Regions from separate parts of the Mus musculus genome. Here all the other regions are linked to region 3. Evidence: chromatin contacts called from public promoter capture Hi-C data. All regions are on one chromosome and are shown on one strand. The core of a region is the stretch at or near the end of the contact, and the rest is flanking DNA. Distances in the headings are between cores, read along the strand shown.

Region 1 (2,700 bases), core at 183-2,682, 810 kb after region 3:
TGAAAGCAAACATTGATGTAAATGGACTGCACTGGCAACCAGGCTTGGACCCTGGACAGTTCAAAGGGCCCTGAATCCTTAAGGGCATGGCAGAGTCCACTCAGCAGAGCCACTTAAAACCCTGAAATGGTGTGAGTCTGCTGGCTCACACTGCTGGCCTGTCTCCCCGTCTCCCTAGTTACTCAGAGGACTAAGGCAGCAGGATCAGTGAAGTTCAGGAATTCAAAACTACTTTGTGTAAGAAAGCAATACCCCACCCCCATCTCAAAAAGAAAAACAAAATCACAATATGGAAACAAAAACCATCTCGATGTGCCATCCACCGCAGGGAAGCAGCTGTGGCCTCAGTCACTGGAAGTGACTCCATACTGAAACCCTCAGCAGGGCCTAGCTGCCTACAGTCACTCACAGTGGCAGAATTATGTTTCTCCTGAGGAGCCAGCAGTGACAGCTCCAGCTCCAGCGTTGGGAAGTGTGACTGTGACAAGGTGCTGTCCCAACCCCGCTGGGGTAACTTACCAAAGTCTGGGGCCAGGCAGAGCCTGCAGAAGGCATCTCAACCACTTCAGGAGAGAAAACAGGGCTCCTTGTTAACACATTCAGGTCCTACTCACATAACCTAGTTGGCAGTTCTAATGCCAGTGTGGGAGGAAACTCTTTCATGCGTGTAAACTCCTCAGTTACAAAACTCACACCTTAATCTTACCATGAAAATGGCCTGACATGCAGAGCAAAGCATTGGTTTAGGCACTGAATTGGTGAAGAAATGACAAAGAAGAGAGGCACCCAGACACTTTGAGTACAAAGCATAACAACAAAAACCAAGCTTACACCATTTTTAAGCTGTGTGGGCGGGTGGATGGGGTGTAGAAAACAATGTGTGGGAGTCAGTTCTCCTTCAACTATGGGGTCCTGGAGATCAAACTCGGGTATCAGGCTTGCTAGCAAGCACCTTATCTGCAGAGCATTCTCTTCAGTCCTTACACAGTTACTCATCTCGAGAAAAGTACTGCATTTCCTAGGTAGGGCACTGCATTGAAGTTCCAAGTTAAGTTGTCAACAGGGTACTGCCAAGATGACTTTTGCCTTAAAACAAAACAGCAATTCATCCAGAAGAAAGATTCATACTACAATATTAGTATTAGTACTCGTACTTTGCAAAGGCCTGTCATTGCCAGTACCTTACACAACAGGGAAATAAAGGATATAAAAATAGCTCTGAGGAGCCACAGAAATGAAGCTAGCAAGCTCTGCTTTGTTCCTAAGTTAAGGCGTGAGCTTTGTCGAGCTGCTAGTTAGTTATCTCAGTTGCTCTGCTGGTTAGTTACCTCAGTGTCCAAGGCTCCCTACGAGCTCCACTTAGTGGTCTACAGTCTCATTCCCTCAGGATGCCTCAGCGAGGAACATGATGCACCCCCCTCCCACCCCTGTGGGACCTTAGGCAATGTAATCCTCCCTCCTTCCTCTGCCAAGTGTGATGCCTTGGAATTCACATCCACACCCTGCTGGCTTTGCTGGGAGTCAGACCAGCACCAAGAATCAGGCTCAGACCTTTCCTATGGAGAAGTGCAAGCCTCAAACTTCTTACGTAGAATTAAAACACACTTCTTACTTTCACTGAAGAATTTTAACTTTGGAGGTCATCAAGATGGCTTAACAAGCCAGAAGGCCCAGCTTGGACCTCTGAAACTCCAGGAAGAAGGAGAGAAAAAGTTACTGAAAGCCCCTCAGACCTACACATACTCTGGATGTACATGTATAGACACATGCACTATGCACACACACACGCACACATGCACACACACACTGGATATGTACAAAAATGCAGACAACACATGCAGATACAAAAACATGCAAATACACACACACACACACACACACACTAACTAGTACATGGTACATATACAAATGCAGACACACACATTCACAGACAACAAATCTTTTAAAAAAATTAGAGAATTGTTAAGTATTGGAAGTAATTGTCTTTCTGTGTTAGCTGTTCATCATTTTAACAATACATGGGATGATTTAATCAATGGCATTAGCTTCCTGTCCTTTTAACAAATACCTGAGAAACCAAGCAGAGACCAAGAATACAGAGAGAATGGACTTATTTGGCAAGGGTTTCAAGGTTCGATAGGTCAACTGGTCCCACTGCTTTTGGGCCTGTGGTTAAACACAAAATCACTCACCCTATGGCTAGGGAGTAAAAGAAAGGAAAGGGCCTAGATCCCTTTTTAGGATTCCCCTTAGTTCAGAATGAACTATGAACCTGCCACTAGAATCCACTCTTAAAGTTCTACTTCCTCTCATTGGCCAAGCTAAAGACATCTATAGTCACTGTAGACAACTGGGAAAACCAACTTAGAAGCAGCACCCAAGATAACTGGAGCTTTCTCAGGGGTGAATGAATGAACTCAGTCTTTGTTACTATGTTCTTAATGACTTTGTGTCTCTTGAGACTGTTAAAAAATTGAGTTTTATAGGGCTGCTCATCACATTTCTAGATCTGAGCTGACTGGTCCCACAGTGACAAATGAGTGCCTTTTCCTTTTTTTAATTAAAGAAAAATTTTGTATGCATGCACATGTATGTGTGTGCATATATGTATGTATGTGTGTATGTATATGTATGGTGCATGATGTATGTATGTGTGTATAAACACACCAGGACATGCACACTGCAGGAGTGAGAGAACAA
Region 2 (2,700 bases), core at 171-2,670, 850 kb after region 3:
ACAGAATATGGAAGCAGAGCAGGGCATACAGTGGGGCTGACACTCCAATCAGTGTCGGGAGGATGTATTACTCATTGTCAGCGTTGGAATGAATAAAAAGAAGAGACAAATGTGGGCACATGTGCTACACAGGGACCTACAACATTGCTTTCTTCAAGTCTTGCCGGTCGGTCCATGGAACTTGAAAGTCACGGACACAGTTTTACTTAGCTAACAATTTTAGCAAATCAGCTAAGCTCAGAGTTAGTTAAGGCTGGAATGTGCTGGATGAAACTAGAGTATCTTCTCATCACAGAATGTGAGAAAGTGCTCACATGTCATGAGGATGGATCAAAAGAACACAGAAGTTGGCAGAAAGGGTTAATTTTACCTGCCATGTCTGGGACAACTTGAGGGCGGATAGAAATACGGATGTAAGGCCTGACTTTCATGCAGGTCATGGGAAGCCTGCATCTCCAGATAAAGAGCGAATGCAGTAGAGTCACGAAAACTCCGTTCATAGAGTTCTTAAAATGCTGTGCTTTCATACAGCTACAAAATTCAAACAGTATGCATAAGCCATAAAAATCCTAATGGAGAGTATGTAATAACACACAGAATTAGTCACAGCAAAGTGTCTTTCCACTGTAGGTCTGCCTGTGTCCTAACAGCCTCTGAGTAGTGACTCTACTGAGACCACATGAACTAACTAACAGCCTGAAGGCACAACTATCCTCCATCAGCCAGAAACAGTCTCTCTATATTGCAAACCTGGTCACAGCTGACCCCGACCCGGGAGCCATGTGCTTCCTACCTCCTACCCTCATACGGCCTCCACCCAGCATGTTCTGTGTCTACACTGTCACCCTCTCTGCTCTAGTGTGCTGTGTCTACACTGCTACCCTCTACTCTGCCGTGCTATCTCTGGATACTGCTGTCCTGCATCAGTTCACAGAGTGGGTTGAAACTTCAATTACTGTTCAAACCCAGTCCTCTTTTTATATTCAAAGTTCATCCTTCATGACTGAAAACTAAATTTTAGCAAACTGTTGACAGAGTTCCTCTACCCACTTCACAGTATCTTAGAGGACTCACTTGGAATGACAATTATCAGTACAAATCCTGGGGTAATTGTTCCATTCTGTTCCCTCCACATGGCACAGTGCCATATCATGTATTTTTTTATATTCAGAAAAACTCAGTCTTACTCAGAAACAGCTTGGAAAGTTGGCTCATGGCCTATTTGAAACTGATACTAAAGCTTAAATACCTTCTGAGCAAAGTTATACTAACTTCAAACTACTCTGGGATCAAGCATTAAAGTATTTTTGTTTCGGTCACGACACTAATGAACAGCAAATGCTGGAATGTGTTTTAGTGGTCAAGTGCACCGAGGACTGTCTTAAAATGAAAGCTGGATCGGCTGCCCATTGCATAACGAAAGGCAGATTAGCCAGCACTGATACAGATACACTCCAAAGAGTCAATACTTCAGTGTGCAATCAAGCATAAGAAGGTTTAATTCAAAAAGCCTGCTCAATTAGCCATATTTTTTCTTAAAAAAAAAAAAAAAAAAAAAAAAAAAAAAACACCACCAAACGCCCACCTTCTAGGCTGCACTTGAAAGCCTCCTTTCTTTCACTTGTTGCACAAGGAACTCTCCCTTCACCCTGATTCCCCCATTACTATAATAAAGCTTAGGTGAGGTCACTAGGCTTAACTCTTCCCTCTCCGAAATCAGTTCACGTAGGGCAGGAGAATTGATACCAATGCGTCAGGATCCGTCCAAGTGGCAAGAACTGTGATGGACCCGTAGGAGACGGTAATGGAGTGACTCCTCTGTCGAGTCTTGCTACGCTTCCCCACTCCGTGCTGACTAGACCGGCTACGCCTCCTGTGCCCTCACCCCCATGCCAGGTGGGGCAGCCATGACTGTCAGCGCCATCTGTTTCTTCGTCATCTTTCATTCGTCTCCTTCTTGTCTTGGGATGGCCGTTTTGATTTTACCCTTTGGAGCCTTTAATGCGGACTTTTCAAAGCCCCGGGGTGTGGATGCTTTGTGTGTCACCAGTCACTGCTCACTCACTCCTGTGCGAATAGTCTTCAGCTCTTGCTTGCGCTGCTAACACTGCTCAGGGGTGGCTCATCTCCATGTTTCATTCTAGGCTCGGGGCACAGATAACTAAGAGTTTGTAAGATGTACCACATAAAACAACACAGGCCTGTAATTCTATCTACACAGAAATCTAAACGGGAAGATAGAGCTCCAGGGCTCTGTGGGCTGCAGAACAAAGTCAAGCCCAGCCTGAGCAACAGGGCAAGAGCCTGTCTCGAGATGTTTTCCACAGTCGAGGTGGGAAGGGGTGTGGCTCAGGGTAGGGTACCTGCCTGGCACACAGGAGGCTCTAAATTCAGCCCACAGTTTGGGGATGGGGATAAAGACTGACCAAGCTATTTAAAAATGACTTAGTAAAATAAATAGTGCAAATATTTGATTCTTAAAATGAAAGCTCAAAATTTATAGAGACTTGATGAGCAGTGTCCATCACCTCAGGTTCCCACACAGTTACAAGTGACCTAGTGACAGAGCACCGCTGCCTGTCTTCACGCCCTTCCCCTTGGCTCTGCTTTGTCAGTGTGGCTGGGATGCAGTGTGTGCAGTGGTGAAGCTGCATTTCTGTTTGTGTTGACCTTAGATCTGCACAGATTCCCTAACTAGTT
Region 3 (2,860 bases), core at 356-2,855:
ATACAGCATACATTTTGGTCAAGTACCAAGCTTTATAAAATATAAAGGAAATATTTACCACTCTACACGAAATCCTAGGATGATGCTTTGAAAATCTAGGACAACTGTATTCTGAAATACCTACTCTAAACAGAAGAAATTTTCCATTCCACAGAGTGTGGGGAAACACACACAAAACCTGCCCCGGAGTTTGAATGAATGACTGCAAGCTGTTTTTAAAGATGATTTCCTTTGAAACACAATACTGGTCAATTTAGAGATGGAAGAATAGGGCTAAAATATGGCATAGCGATGAATAAGTAACCGCCACACACAGCACATTCAGAAAGATGTCTTTGTCCTTTTATCAACAATCCCGAGCACATTTAAGTGACTACATCAAACCAGCTCACAACCACTTCAAAATGTCCACCTCCTCCAATTTCCTAACCACCTAAGGGGAAATACCCCGGTAGGAAGTGAGATATCTTCCTGAACCAAGTAATTCATCAAATCTTCGGTCAAACCTCAGGGATGTAGTAAAATTCCAATGGCAATTTTTTTTCTTTTTAAATTTTGGCTAGGACAATGTGTTATTTTTAGGGTATAATAAGTAAACCACTCCGACTGCAGGAGGGTGGGCTTGAAGCACATTTGAAAAAAAAAAGCAAACAAGCGGGAGGGGGTAATAGCTTGACAAGGGGACAAGTTGCTTCGCTATAGTAAGGAGTGTCAGGGAGGCAAAGCCAGTCAGGTCATCATCTCCCAGGGCTCTACTTTAGTGAGCAACTAAGGCTCTGGGGTTTTAAACGCACAACACAACTGCAATCTTAGAACCGCAACTGGGGCTCAAGGGGGAGCGGGGGGGGGTGGGGGGGGGACAGCCAAACCCCCTTCATCCTTTTCAAGCAGAAAGCCTGGGTTGGAGGGACAATACACACTATTCTTGCAACACAACCCAAGCCTGGCTGGGATCCTCTGCCCACTTGGGAGTGAACTCCAGAGCCCGAGCGGGCAGTCGAGGCAGGCGCCTGCCCCTTCGGGAGTCCCTGTCGCCGGTCCAGCCGGGCGGAGGGCACCAAGCCCCGCTCCGTTACTTCTCGCAGGCGGGCGCGTCCCGGGCTAGGGGCGAGGAGACCCTCGGGGCGGGGCGAGGCGCAGAGCGGAGCCTCGCCCGCCCGGCGGTCGCGATGCCAGCGCGGCAGCAGCAAGCACCCCGCCGGCCGTCGCCAGCGCCACTTCCCGGCTGCCGGGGACGCGCGCGCTCCGTGTCCCGAGCCGGCGGGGCTCCCTCCCCAGGAACGCGCCGCCCTCGCCGGTCCTCCCCAGGCCTCGGCCCTCACCAGGCGGAGCTGGCTAATTTCGTCGTAGGACATAAAGCTGAGGATGTTCTCGATGGCTACGATGGGCAGCGCCACCAGTGTGTTGTTTTGGGGCAGGTGGTCCGGTGCCAGCGCGGGCGCGGCGGGTGCCTGGGACCCGGGCGGCGGGGCCTGCGACGGGGGCGCCGGGGGCTGTCGCTGAGCGGAGCCGGCAGCCGAACAGGAGCCGCCGTCGCCGTGGCCGCCGCCTCCTTCCTCAGCCATCCGCTCCTCAGACGCCGCCGCCATCTTGGGAGTTTGATTCCTTCCTCCAATGTAAGGGGATCGGGACACTTCCTGTGCGTCACTTCCTCCTCCTGGGGGGGGGGGAGCTTAAGGAGAGGGAGGAGCTCGTGGGATGACAGCTGGAAAGAGAGGCGAGCTTTCGGTGCGTCCATCGGAAAGGAGGGAAGATAGTGCACACTTCAAGAGAGGTGGTCGTTGTAGCTCTTTAAAATCGGAGACTGCCTTGTTAGAGTGGAAACGAGCAAGGATTCCGCAAACCCTAAGAAAGGCGGTCGTCATAGTCCCTTTCATCTGATAAAAGGAACGACAATGGAGCAGTTTTCTTTAAAAGCAACTCGCCAAAGGATGATAAAAACCATATCACCTTCATAAGTTTAGACGGAAATTTGTATTTAGATCAGCATCTCCCAAGAGTCACAGTGATAATTGCAGCATATAAAAAGGAATAAAACACCGCTAGTTTAAAACTACAAGACAACAGGTAAACCCTGAAAGCACATTAATGAAATAAAAACACAGAGTCACACACCATACGACTACTTTTATGTGAAATGCCCTATGTAGGCAGGTCCATAGAGTCAGGGGCGAGAGAGAGAGAGAGAGAGAGAGAGCACAAGCGAGCTTACAACACTTGGTGCACTTCCAGAAGACCCGAGTTTGGTTTCCAGCACTAACACTGGCCTTTGGTTTCCAGCACCAACACTGGCCTTTGGTTTCCAGCACCAACAACTGGCTGGTTTACAACTGCTTAACTGAAACAGAGTGGATTCGTGGTTGGTGGAAGTTGGGAATAAGGGAAGTGTGGAAGACAACAGACAGTTAATGGGTGCATTGTTTCTCACTGGAGGAATAGCCAGTGCTCTTAACCTCTAAGCCATCTCTCCAGTACCTGAATTGTGTGCTTAAAAAAAAAAAAAAAAAAAAGACTTTTATTCTCTGTGAATCAATTTAGGTGAGAACCAATGAAAAGATGCTAAAACCAGAAGACAAGCCTGTGGTAAGGTGTAGCACGTAGTCTCAAAATAACCCACTTCTCATGTAATGCATTAATCACAAAATAAGAAAGGTATGATACAGAAATTCAGGGAACAGGCTTATAATCACATGATTAGGAGTACCACCACAAGTTGTGGGAGGAAAGATCATCACGTGCCTCTTACTAGGACGCCCCATAGGTGACCCAGCATAATGTAGTATTATTTCATGCATAAAAATACACACTCTGCATCTGAAGTAAACAAAGTCAGGTTGGACTTGGTGGTGGTTTGGGTAAG

The links. Promoter capture Hi-C pulls out the DNA fragments that hold promoters and counts their contacts.
Region 1: a promoter capture Hi-C map of hippocampal neurons shows a contact between it and region 3, with 4 times the contacts expected there. The contact joins the enhancer-like site here to the promoter of Fbxo28 in region 3. A contact is called at or near these places in 6 of 39 promoter capture datasets (the 3T3-L1 cell line, 3T3-L1-derived adipocytes, hippocampal neurons and 2 more).
Region 2: a promoter capture Hi-C map of hippocampal neurons shows a contact between it and region 3, with 5 times the contacts expected there. The contact joins the enhancer-like site here to the promoter of Fbxo28 in region 3. A contact is called at or near these places in 3 of 39 promoter capture datasets (the 3T3-L1 cell line, hippocampal neurons and liver) and 1 of 115 datasets of contacts at active chromatin or transcription factors (memory CD8 T cells).

Annotation. Positions count from the first base shown.
Region 1 is chr1:183,154,364-183,157,063 of GRCm38.p6, forward strand. All of the region lies in intron 3 of Disp1 (dispatched RND transporter family member 1), which reads right to left. Among named protein-coding and RNA genes, the nearest start is that of Disp1, 66 kb to the right of the region's middle. Within about 2 kb of position 1,433, at least 65 of the 459 cell types and tissues checked have an H3K27ac peak or open chromatin away from gene starts, as enhancers often do.
Region 2 is chr1:183,193,066-183,195,765 of GRCm38.p6, forward strand. All of the region lies in intron 2 of Disp1 (dispatched RND transporter family member 1), which reads right to left. Among named protein-coding and RNA genes, the nearest start is that of Disp1, 27 kb to the right of the region's middle. Within about 2 kb of position 1,421, at least 28 of the 459 cell types and tissues checked have an H3K27ac peak or open chromatin away from gene starts, as enhancers often do.
Region 3 is chr1:182,340,001-182,342,860 of GRCm38.p6, forward strand. Fbxo28 (F-box protein 28) reads right to left here and starts at 1,606. Exons shown (of 5, transcript NM_175127.2): 1 at 1,323-1,606. The coding sequence starts at 1,589.